Regions from separate parts of the Rattus norvegicus genome. Here region 1 is linked to region 2. The links are chromatin contacts, called in public Hi-C maps. All regions are on one chromosome and are shown on one strand. The core of a region is the stretch at or near the end of the contact, and the rest is flanking DNA. Distances in the headings are between cores, read along the strand shown.

What was found. Hi-C and Micro-C count contacts between places; a contact is called where the count stands out from the background.
Region 1: a contact with region 2 is called in a Hi-C map of the A7r5 cell line, with 5 times the contacts expected there. The contact joins two enhancer-like sites. A contact is called at or near these places in 3 of 12 Hi-C or Micro-C datasets (the A7r5 cell line, the Rat2 cell line and mammary epithelial cells).

Annotation. Positions count from the first base shown.
Region 1 is chr10:38,775,123-38,780,892 of GRCr8, forward strand. It overlaps the pseudogene Csnk2a1-ps1. Among named protein-coding and RNA genes, the nearest start is that of P4ha2, 34 kb to the left of the region's middle. Within about 2 kb of position 3,784, at least 9 of the 93 cell types and tissues checked have an H3K27ac peak or open chromatin away from gene starts, as enhancers often do. A contact at or near this core is called in the A7r5 cell line, where this site is marked.
Region 2 is chr10:38,652,783-38,658,915 of GRCr8, forward strand. It overlaps Slc22a4 (solute carrier family 22 member 4), which reads right to left. Exons shown (of 10, transcript NM_022270.2): 3 at 4,509-4,663. Among named protein-coding and RNA genes, the nearest start is that of Slc22a21, 22 kb to the left of the region's middle. Within about 2 kb of position 3,554, at least 13 of the 93 cell types and tissues checked have an H3K27ac peak or open chromatin away from gene starts, as enhancers often do. A contact at or near this core is called in the A7r5 cell line, where this site is marked.

The DNA of each region.
Region 1 (5,770 bases), core at 2,534-5,033, 120 kb after region 2:
TCACCCGTTAGCTCATAAGAGTGCTAGCATGAAACTTCTACAGACAATATTTATTTTAAAAAGCAATAAAATATGCCCACTAACTAAATGACTTCAAAATGGCCAAGTCAAAGAAAACCGATTTTGCCTTCTCTCTCCTACCAGCTATGAAGCAGAGCATGTCTGGAGATGAAAAAGGGAAAGACCAAAGTAGGAGCCCAGAAAGGAAAGTATCACAAATGGAAACTAAAATTAAAGTCATTTAGGGTTAGGTTAGTAAGACATGATTCGTTCAAGGAAAAAAAAAAGCTTTTGGATCTGTCTGCAAATTGGGTAGACTTTTAACACCTTGATGTAAGTAAGACAGAGCTACCACCAGGGCCGGAATAAGCCATGGGTGGACGCAGTCCTGGGGAGAAGAGAAGAAGTGCCCAGCCAGCAGAACAGTGTTTCAGGATGGGCTGGGTCCTCCCGACCTCTCCCCCCCACCTCCCTTGATGAACTACAGTTTATATTCTCTGGAGAAGAACATGAGACATAAGCCCTAAGAGTGTACCACGTGGGGAGGGCAACGTGGGAAGGGGACGAAATCTCCACTCAAACGCAGCAGCTGGGACCGAGGCCAGTTTTTCTTTGTTCTTTAGTAGTGATAAACTGAATTTGGAAGGGGAGAAAAAAATTTGCCCATGAAATATTCCACCTGTAGGTGATTTTTTTTCAGGGAATCCCCTGAGCTATGAAAAGTCTATTTAAAAAAAAAAAGAAAGAAAATCAGCCTACAATATTTTTTTTATGACTCAACTACTAAATCCACAAGCAACGGTTCAGACATGGTGCTTCTGAAGTGTTCTCACCCCTCCCAACCAGGCGCAAGCTGCTTCAAGGAGAGGATGGATTTCCCCACCTCTGTCCAGGTATCAGAAGATATATGAGGTCATTACTGCTGGGCACCAGTGGCAGCTGCAACAGGTATCCCAAGTGAATTGGCAGCAGCGATCTCTGGTGAGACTGCCAGAGGTCTGAGGGGTGAAGGGGTTGGCACTGAAGAAACCTCATATTGGCGCTGCTGACAGGTGTGCTAGTCGAACTCCTTCGAGCCTGGTCCATCACAACAGAGAAGTAAGGGTGCTCCATGGCCTCTCTTGCAGTGAGCCATGACTGGTGGTCGATCGCAGCAGCTTGCCCAGAAATTCCAAGGCCTTGGAACTGACAAGGTGCTGGTTTTCACTGTGGACAAAGCGTTCCCACTACTTACGGGAGTGTCTGCCCTTGGTTGAAACATGGATCTAATTCAATGTGGTCAATAGAGTCGTATAAACCTTCCGTTCCCAGTACCTTAGCTCTCCTCTCTAACAGGTAGCCCAGACCCACTGAATTTCTAATGCATTTCCAGACCTGGCCATCTTCCCATTAGGTCAGTAAATTTCTTAAGGGGAGTAACACGTTATCACCTGATTGTAATTGTCATGTCCATGGGAAAACGGTTCCTTCCGGAAGAGCTTGCCAGCATACAACCTAAGTTCCACATGTCCAAACTATAATTGTTCCTCTAATAATCTACAAGTAGCTCTGAACCTTTAAAATATTGAGAACTTGGACATTATAAGCTTAGCCAAGATGGGAAAACACAGCTAAACCCCAGTCCATTAGCTGAAGCTTTCTGTCCTCACGATCAACCATGACATTGTGGGGTTTCACATCTCTGTGCACAATCCCCATGCTGTGACAATAATCCAGGGCTTTCAGAATTTCGTACATGTAAAATCTAAGGTCATAGTCTGTTAACGACTGGCACAGCTGCTTGAAGTCTGTGTTGTTTACATGTTCAAAACCCAAGGCAAGGGTTGGTGACCCAGGGTCTTTCACCGTGTCTGCAAGGGCTACAGCTTATCTTAGGGAGGCGTTTGGCTTTTTCCTTTGAGGTTTCTCCTCTTAGATTACTGTAGCTTGTATCTAATTCACATGGAGCTAGCCGGTATACCTTTTAAAAATATTTTTTATTTATTTTTATTTTTTAGATGTATACTGGTGTTTTGCCTGTGTATGTGTCTGTGCCAGATCCCCTAGAACAGAGGTTAGAGACAGTTGCAAGCTGCCGTGTGGATGCTGTAAATTGAACCCAGGTCCTCTGGAAGAGCAGTCAGTGCTCTTCACCGATGAGCCATCTCTCCAGCCCCTGCCAGTACAGTTTTCATATGAACGTTATTCCAGGGAACTTTATCTTCTTGCCGTGGGAAGAGATAGCAAGAGGATAGCTGACCCAGAAGGCATACAATCATCAGACAATCTGATAGCACCCTGGCTTTGATCTTCACTTTTGAAATAAAAAAGAAATAGATCATTTTGTCCATTGTATGGTATTTTATCATGGCATCCCTGTGTATAGTATCCTGTGTAATGGTGCCTGTTGGTGCGGAACACTCTTCTGTATTTAATGGTCTCTAGGGTCTTCTTCTAGTCTTTCGTACTGATATAGATAGTTCAACTTTGTTCATTATCATTTCCAAATGCCTCTGCTGCCGTGCGTCTTTTTCAATTTTAGTTCTAATAAAGCAAAGGCTATCTCCTCTTCTTGTTGCTCTTCTGAAGGTAACCCCTCCTCTCCTTGCCAGTAGCTTTTAACATTGTTTCCATTTTTAGTTTTTCATGGCTTTGATGTGTCATCGCATAGGATTTCTTTCTCTGTTTTCCTTCTGGGCGTTTACAGAGCATCCTGAATCTGCCACCAGAGGTGTTTGACGAGTTCTAGAAATTTCTCAGACATTACCTCTTTTAAGTATCATTTCTGTCCCAGTCTCTCCCTTCCCTTTTCTTCCTGAGACGCCGATCTGGTTGATAAAGCGTGTGTTTTATCACATACGTCCTACCCTCTGTCCCGCGTCCCCTAGCCTCCCACCTACAGATGCTCAAGATTAGATATTCCGTGTGTCTGTCTGGTGGTTCATTTGTCTCTTTTCTGCCTCCCTTCCTCCCCTTCCCACTCTCCTTTTCAATGGACCTCCATTCCTCTCCCTCAGCCCCCTCTCCAGCGCTGGAGACTGAACCCAGAGCCTCCTCACGCAAACTAGACCAGCACTTCCACTACTGACCTCACCTCGGCTTCTTTCTTTTTTTTGAAGGATTTATGTAATGTGTATTTGTGGCCAGAAGAGGGCGTCAGATCCAGAGCTGGAGTCACAGGCAGCTGTGAGCCGTCTAAAGTGAGTGCTGGAAATTGAACTTCCAGTTCACTCGACCACTGCATCATCTCTCCAGCCCCTTCATTTTTTTTTTAAAAATGGGTCTAGTTTTCTGGGTAATTGTTCTTTTATTTCCTCCATGTTTCTCTTGGATTGATGAAAACAGTTCCTTGAACGTTCTTGTCTGATAGCTCCGTGGTTTTCATTTTCTGTGGCTTTCATGCTCTCTCTGTTTTTAAGTCACCTTGTGTTCTGGTTTTTGGTCTGCTGTTGGCATTTTATTGAATTCTGAATGCTGTGTGTGACAAATTTCAAAGGCCCTGGGTGGTGATGGCTTCATGCATAGGGACTCACACTGTATGAGGCAGAGGGGACTTTGATCCAGCCAGAGCCTGAGCTGACTTGATTAAGGTTGGCTTGCAGTTTTTGTTGACTACATAGTGTGCCCTCCGCCCCCACCAGGCTATTGTCCCCTAAAGGTTTCCCGTTGGAGTATTTACCGTGCTCTGTCCCCATTGGCCATTCCTCGGGTCTGATCCTCGGATATTTTGTGTCTAGACTGCTCCCTAATTCTTCTTTTCAAAGAATTTGAAAACTTGAATTTGTGCCAGAGATTTTCTGCTTAACATCCCAGCCTGCCAGCTTGTGCAACTTCAGAATCCAGAAAGTGTAGAGTGTCTCGATGAGTAACTAGGGTGAATGTTTGAGCAAGTCCCTCCTCCCCCTTAATGTCCTGCTTTGTCTTCAAGTGTCCTTTCATACTGCCCAAGGTGCTCTGACCCCCACTCTCACCACAGGTCTACAATCTGCAAATGAATTAAAGATAAAAGACGTTTGGTCTCAGATCCTCAGGGGCTGGTGTTCCGGATGGTACATGGGTGTTGGCTCTGAAACCTGTGCTCTCTGGAAGAGCATCCAGCACTTCTGAGTCATCTCTTCAGTCCCGGCTGCCATGTTTTTGTTTGTTTGTTGTTGTTTTGATGTTAAAGGATGCCAGGAGATTAAAAGTTGATGTACTATACTCTGTCCCATCCTGGCTGGAAGAAGTCTACATCATTGGGAGAGAGGGAGAGAGGGAGAGAGGGAGAGAGGGAGAGAGGGAGAGAGGGAGAGAGGGAGAGAGGGAGAGAGGGAGGGGGAGAGAGGGAGGGAGGGAGGGAGGGAGGGAGGGAGGAAGAGAGAGAGAATGTTGTGTGCCTGTGTGCCTGTGCTTTCTCTGTTTGACCAGTTTCAAATATATACAGAGGGCTTTAAAAATAATAAAGAAAGCCAGGTATGGTGCCTGTAATCTTATAGTTTACAATTATATAATTTATGCCACCCTACTACTTCATGCTTCATCCAGTTTCCTACTAGAAACTATGGTCTTTTAAACTCTGTACACCATAAATCTTACGTCTATTGTGTGCTGGTCTTCCCCCCCTCCCCCCCCCGCTTTCTAAGCTTGAGAAATTCTCACTTAACTGTCGTTCACTGCCTTTCATTGCTTTCCTCTCTCTTTTGCTGCTCTGTGATATTCTGGTACTTACAGCCCTTTTGACTGCCTGGCAACATAAGTCTCCCTTTTGTTTGGCAAAACTAAGATAGTATCTCTGGCATTCTATTATGTGCGGTGACAGGCTGGCTTGGCATCTGATCAAACAGTCGATCACCATGGTTTAGTCAATTTGACATGGAAGTTGACTGTCACATGCCCTTTCGCTTCTCAGGTCTTTTGGCAGTTTTCCTTTGTCTTAAGGTCCATGATAATTTGCCCTGCAAAGTGAAAACTCTCAACTGGACACAACCTAGAATCACCTGTAAAAGAGTCTCAATGGGGGATTGTCCAGTTTGTGTTGTTTTGTGGCATGTTTTGGGGGTGGATTATGTTAGTTTATAGATGTGGAGAAGCCCAGCCCACTGTGGGTGGCACCATTCCCTAGGCAGGGGCCATGTAGTATAGAAAAGTAGAGACATTGAGCTGAGCAATAGCAAGCAAGCAAGCAAACATGTATGCATTCATTCTCTTTGTTCCGACCACCAGCTTTTTTGTTTGATTTTTTATTTTTCAAGACAGGGTTTCTCAGTGTGGTCCCAGCTCAAGTGGTAGACAAGGCTGGCCTCAAACTCAGTAATCCACCGGCCACTTCTTCCCCAGTGCTGGGATTAAAGGCATGCACTACCATGCCTGGCCCCTGTTAGGGTATCTTATCCTAGCAACAGAACCTAACTGAAAACAAAACTAAGTGCCTTGTTTCTTAATCTAGTTGACCTCAGTCTTAGAATGTTGAAGTTAATTGTAAAAAGGAACCTTCTCCTTGCTTGTCTAATAAAGGCATAATGCGCACGAGCATTCTAGGACCACCAAAACAAAATGGCGCTTACTGATGGAATGGATGGATGATGCGAATCTGTTCTTGACAGCTCTACAGCACGAAAGTCCAAGACATTACAGGTCGAATTTCTTCTGAGACCTCCCACTTGGCCTCTGATGGTCACTCTCTTGTCTGTTGTCTGTGCTCTAATCTACTTCACAAGGACACCAGTCTTAATGTGTAGCCATGTGACCTCCTTTAACCTTGTCATAATCTTGGTTGCGTGTAGTTTTTGCTACCTGCTTTAAGCTCTGGGAA
Region 2 (6,133 bases), core at 2,304-4,803:
TTGCACCAAAATGTTGTCATCCAGCCCCAGGAAGCACTAGGCACTCTCCATGAGGCAGCAGGACAGGCAACACAATGCAACTGAAACCTATGGCGATTCTAGCTCAGGGAACAAACTTGGGAAATAGATGTGCTCAGATGGATTAAGGGAGGAGTGTCCTGCATTACAATGGGGAGAGAGCGTGGGCTCCTCTATGCTAAGTCCCCTGTGATGGATAATACTCCTTGTTAATTTGATGGGATCTAGAATCACCTAGGAGACAAATCCCTGGTATGTTTGTGAGGGGTTTCTGTTGTGGATTGGTTCTAATGCTATTTGTGTTAATGGGCTCCTGAAATCACTCCAGAACCCACATGTCTGTGCTGAGAGTCCCTGCCCCTAGTTGTCTCTGAATGGGACATAAAGTTGCCATCAGGCAACGGCTGGGCAGGAAGACAGAGGCGGGACTTTTAGGATCCCTGGCAAGAAATTCAGGAGAGAAGGAAGAAGGACTCCTCCATGACAAGGGTGTAGGAGATGGACCACACTGGGAAGGTGCAGGAGGGAGAGACGGCCAAAATGTAGGTGCGAAGGGGAAAACGGCCTCAGGAGGGCACCAGAAGAGTCCAGGGCAGCAAGGATAAAATAAAGATTTAGTAAGCATTAACTCAGGAATATCAGAGTGGGGTGTATTAGCCACACGAAGGTTCAGGAGTGGCTTAACTATTGAACTAATTAAGGCTTACTAAAATATACAGGTTGTGTGTGTGCGCGTGCCTGTGTGAGTGCTTTCCATCTGGGATCCAGAACATAAGGGTGGGTGGCAAGAGGTGTGTGTGCACGTGCCAGGAGATGGAGCAGCTTTGACAATTTACCTCATCAGGCTTCTATTGGGTTAACTGAGGAGAAAGGCCCACCATAAATGTGGGTGGGCGCAGGGTGTGGGATAGGGTGCTGGGCTGAATAGAAAGGAGAAGTCCAGGTGGGCACAAGCATCTATCTCTCTCTGCTTCCTGTGACTGGGGGAGCAATGTGCTCAGGGGGCTTCCTCTGTCGTGACACAGAAAACGAAATCCGGGTTTTTGAGATAAGCTAGCCTGTGGTATATGGCTATGTCCTTCCATTCAAATAGATCAGGACATTTATTTTTCAAGTTTAAAGCATTTAAGGGCTGGAGTGTAGATCAGTTAGATAGTGTGTGCAAGAAACCCTTGGATCGATCCTTAGTATAAAAAGTACATTAATACTTTAGCGAAAAGCTATACAAAATAAGTATGTGGCTGATAAAAGCTGTGTAACTAATGCGGTTAAATTTCAAATGTGTCTGAGGTCCCTGGAGCCAGAATTACAGAGCACACGTAATCAGGCGCGTGCTTATTGAAAGGGAAACATATGGTCTGGAGGAAGCAAGATTTAAACATGTGTAAAGAGATGCTACAGCAAGGACAGCAGGGGTGGGGCAGGGTAGTGGCTGGGTGTTGACGTTAGAAGTGCGGGGAAAATACTAAATTAGTGGATCAATCAAGGCAGGAGGTTTTCTGTAGATAGAGCACCAGGGGGCGCTGCTGCGCTGCAGGAAAACCAGCAGCTACCAAGTCTGTCCTTCCACCAAGTCCTCCCTTACAGAGAAGCGGTTCATTACCCAGGGGATGAAGGAAAACCACTCTAGCATTTTACCCAGAAGTCTATAGGCAGGTTGAGGGTACTATGCCTGAGATTGTCACGGGGTCTAGAAAGCTGGGGTGTGAGAAGGTCATTGACCCTGATTTTGAGTCCCACTTCCCCGGCTCTGGGAGGTGCATCCACCCTGTGTTGCTTTGAGGAGCTTGAGTTTGGCTTGCCTTTTGTATTACCCCGAGACGTTTGCAAGCCTGGTGAAGTTTTTAAGAGCAGCTCAGAAGAAGGCTCATTTCTGTGCTGCTTTGGGAACAATTTGGGCTCTGGAATCAATGCAAAGATTAATCTTCAGGATGAACTTTTGCCATCTCAAGCATTCAGATTTCCAGAGAAGGGGGGAATCAAAGGTCAGGGAAATTCTCAAATAACAACAATCTGTTGGGTTCAAATCTGGCTTCGAGGGAAAACAAAAAACAAAAAAAACCCCCCAAAGCCTGGAAAGTAGCTATTTTATTCCTGAAACACCAGGGGGCGCTGCTGCGCCACAGGAAAACCAGCAGCCACCATGTCTGTCCTTCCACCAAGTCCTCCTTTGCAGGAGCTGCCTGGGACTCCGTCTGTTCTGGGACAGATCAGTGACAGTCTTAGGCCTTCAGATCTTAACACAAGTGTTATCCCAGAACCTAATGTTATCAGTTTCCCTCTGAGCCCACTAGAATGAGAAGGATGGGCCCAGGTAGACAGGGAGCCCTGTGTCTGTAGACACACCTAAGCTCCAAACTACCCTTGACCTGGCCCTCTTCTTCTCTACCCTGCATGTGAGGCCATGGTCACGTGGGGAGAAGGGAGGGCTGGGGAAGGCAGTGCCAGAGCTGTGGGACGTGAGGGGGCTGTGGCTGCGGCTGGGTGGCTGAACCTGTGGATAAAGTGCTTGCCGCACAAAGATGAGGAAGTGAGCTCAAATGCCCAGGACCTGCCTAACAGAGCTGGGCACTATGGAACACGCCTGAAACCCCAGTGCTGGTGGGACAGAGACAGGAGGCCCTCTGGGGTAAGTTAGCCCGAGAGCTCCAAGTATAATGTAAGAGCTTGTGCCAAAAAGTAAGGTGAATGCTAGCTGGTTGGCTCAGTGCCAGTCCTGATCAGCTGAGTTGATTCCCAGAACCCAGCATGGTGGAAGGAGAAAATGAACTTTCACAACTTGTTCTCTGCTCTTCACACATGTGCTATGGCTTGTGTACACCCCCTTCCACATACAAAATCAACATTAATTAAAAAAAAACTAGGCAGAGAGCAACTGTGAAGGGCACCCAGTGTTTCCCTCTGCCTCAACCTACCTACACTCCTGTGCTCATAATTATGCATACATACACACAGACGGACAGGCAGAGATGGACAGACAGACAGACAGACAGACAGACACACACACACACACACACACACACACACACACACACACACACACACCACTCCTTGCTCCCAGCCTGGGCTGCTCTGCCTTTGTCTTTCCTTCCAGAGGGCCTTCCACATCCCACCCGTCCCAGGTCTTACATCACTCGTTGCTTGCAGCTCTTTTCTTTCTACGCAAACTTCTCTGCCTTCTACAGAAATAATAGTATTTGTTATGGTAAGGTGTTGTTGCTGTTGTCGTTGTTCTTTTATGAGACATGGTCTTGCTACATAGTCCAGGCTGTCCTAAAACTGAACATTCTCCTGTCTCTGTCTCCTGAAACCACATGTACATCCTCACAGATAACCTCGGAAAGACTCCTGTTCCACCCCTCATCCTTGGAAGGCCGAGAACCCCTCTCTTCATGCCATGGCCTGCTTAAGAGAGGGCTATCTATTGAGGCACATGGGACCGTGGGGCTCCCGCTTGCTCTATCTCTTCCCGTGAGGCCTCTCTCCTCCAACATGAGGCTGGGCCTGTGGCAAGAGGCCCTTCACCAATAATTAAAGGAATGGAATTTGGACAATTCCACCTTGGCAACCTGACAGAGGGCGCGCATGTATTTGGCTAACAGAACATACCACGGCCAAGGCCAGTGAGTCACAGGCTCCTGAGAGCGATCAGAACCACATAGCCAGGTGCGGGAAAGCCCACTCGACTCCTATCACAGGGCACAAACAATAGTTATGCTGGAACAATGGGGAGAAACTGGGATAATTCCGGGCCAACTAGAATGATCGTGTTAAATATTATAGGATGTTTTGTTTATTGTGCTGTGGGTGCTCCCTCTCACCCCCTCTCAATGAATAAGGGGGTGTTAGAGAGTATATTGGTGGTGGGGATCACACTTTTGAGAACACCCTGAACAATTTCCATGAAACTCACCTCATCTCCTCCCCCAGAAAAGCTGGACAGTGTCCAGGGCCTCCCCGAGGCCTAGGAACTGATGGCTTGCCCTCCCTCAGCCTGGCTTTCCTACAGTAGGACTGTTATCAGAGAGGCACAGCTGTCCCGTGCGGAGCTCATATGCTCTGGGTGTGGGCTCAGACTCAGGCCAAAGCAGATCTGCCCAGGTGGGACAGAATCCTGCCACCTAGCAGGTGCCTTTCCTTCCTCTATATATGCCACATCAACCCCACTAAGTCCCTTTCTAGACCACCAGCCTTCCACCTTAATAGCCCAGACCACGGACTTCATATCCCTGCTGTCTCCCTGCCCAGAACCTCCTGTCCCTAGCCCCTTGCTCCCGAGAATGTGACTCAGCTCCTGTATACCCCATCCCCCTCTGTGAGCCCCTGTCCTGCTGTGACAGGCACAAGGTGCCCCAAAGCCGCAGCGCCCTCCACCACACACGTGTCCAAGTTTGAGGACGGTGTAGACGCACACTCAGTGTCTCCCTCCTCCCTGGCCTTTCACAGGGCTGACTGCATGAAGGTGCCCTGAACCTTAAAGTTGTTCCTACCGAGTATGAAGGCCACCACATAGTTGGAGATTTGGCCCATGCCCACGATGGCAAATAACACAGTAAACATCTCCCAGTTGGTTGAGAAAATCTGCACGAAGCTGAATCCAGTCTGCACAGCCATGGTGGCAAAGAGGACTTTCTTCCTGCCGAACCTGTAGAACAAAGCATAGTTCAGGGTCAGTGGTGAAACTAAGCCTGGCTTCCCTGGAGGTTCTGTCCTCTGTCAGGATGAAGGCAGACAGATGCACGTTTGGTTCTCTCTTCCCCTTCCCCATGACATTCTGTCAGCCTCCTCCCTGGAGGAGCACCCATCTGCCCAGGAACTACCTTCCAAGGTACCAAGCCTCGCTTCTGGCAAACACGGGGCATCTTCTGTGAGGATCTCGTCGACAAATCTGATCTTTAGAAGGAGCTGAGGGAGGGCCGGAGAGCGGGGTGGTGGGCTGTGGCTTAGTGAACAGAGTGCTTGACTTAGCATGAATGAAGCTCCGGCTTTGATCCCCAGAATGGGGTAAACTGGCTGTGGTGGGGCATATCTGTAATCGAAGCACTTGAGAGGTTGAGGCAGGAGGGACAGAAGCTCAAGGCCACCATAGCCATTCTGAGACCATCCTTAACCATCCTGGGCCTGTCTCAAAGAAAACAACCCTTCAAAGTGCAGTTTGAAAAGACTTCTATCCCCACATGGGAGTTCTGTAAGTTTAGAAACTCCCTCAAGGGCTGTTACTTCTTAACCTTGGCTGCACTTGGAACCACCAGAGAGCTTTTAAAAAACGACAAGACAGTTCTTGATTTACAATGGTTCAGCTCAGGACGTCATGACTTGACAGTGGTGGGTAAGTGCTGTACACTGGGTTAGAACACCTGCTTTGAATTCTGTCCTTGGATTCTCTCCACTCTCCCTGCTGCACAGAGGTATGGCCTGTGGGCCTCTCTATCCAGGCTGAGCATTAAGAGTGAGTGACACAGCTGACAGACCAGTGAAGGCAGACAACTGGCCCTCTACAGTTGGCTGTTTGCTGAGCTAGCATGTGGTATTAGGTGTGTAAAGACATTTTTTCGATCTAACATCTCTTCAGTTTAGGATGGACTTATCGGGACAGGCCTTAGGGAAAGTGAAGGAGCATCCCCTCTCATGCCAGCACCCCACTCTGCCCAGGTCGCATTTATTTGCAGTGCAGTGAATATTGGGGCGTTATGAAGTTTCCCAGGTGTGTCTATGTGTCTTAACATTGAGAACAACTGCTTTGTGGGAAGACGTCGTTCTCAGCCATGTCTGTTGTATCACTGGTCAATTTAAGCTTTAGAATTTCATTCTCGTGATGCCCCATGGGCAGGCGGAGGATGGGCAAGGGTGGGAGCTTCCTGCCTCATTCCCACTGGGCTTTAAAGCCATGGGGAGGGTAAAATCCCCAGGAAACCCCCATCACTGCCAGTTAGCACTCCTACCTACCTTGGCCACAGGAAAACATCTAGAGCAGGTAAACATGACTCAGGGATACAGAAATCTTGTCTCCATGAAGCCCACAAGCTCTGGTGGCTGAAAGCCAGCATGGGTCAGTTCTGTGGCTGCAGGCCCAGCCGTGGCTCAGCTCCCAGGCTCAGAGAGTGCATAGTAGGGG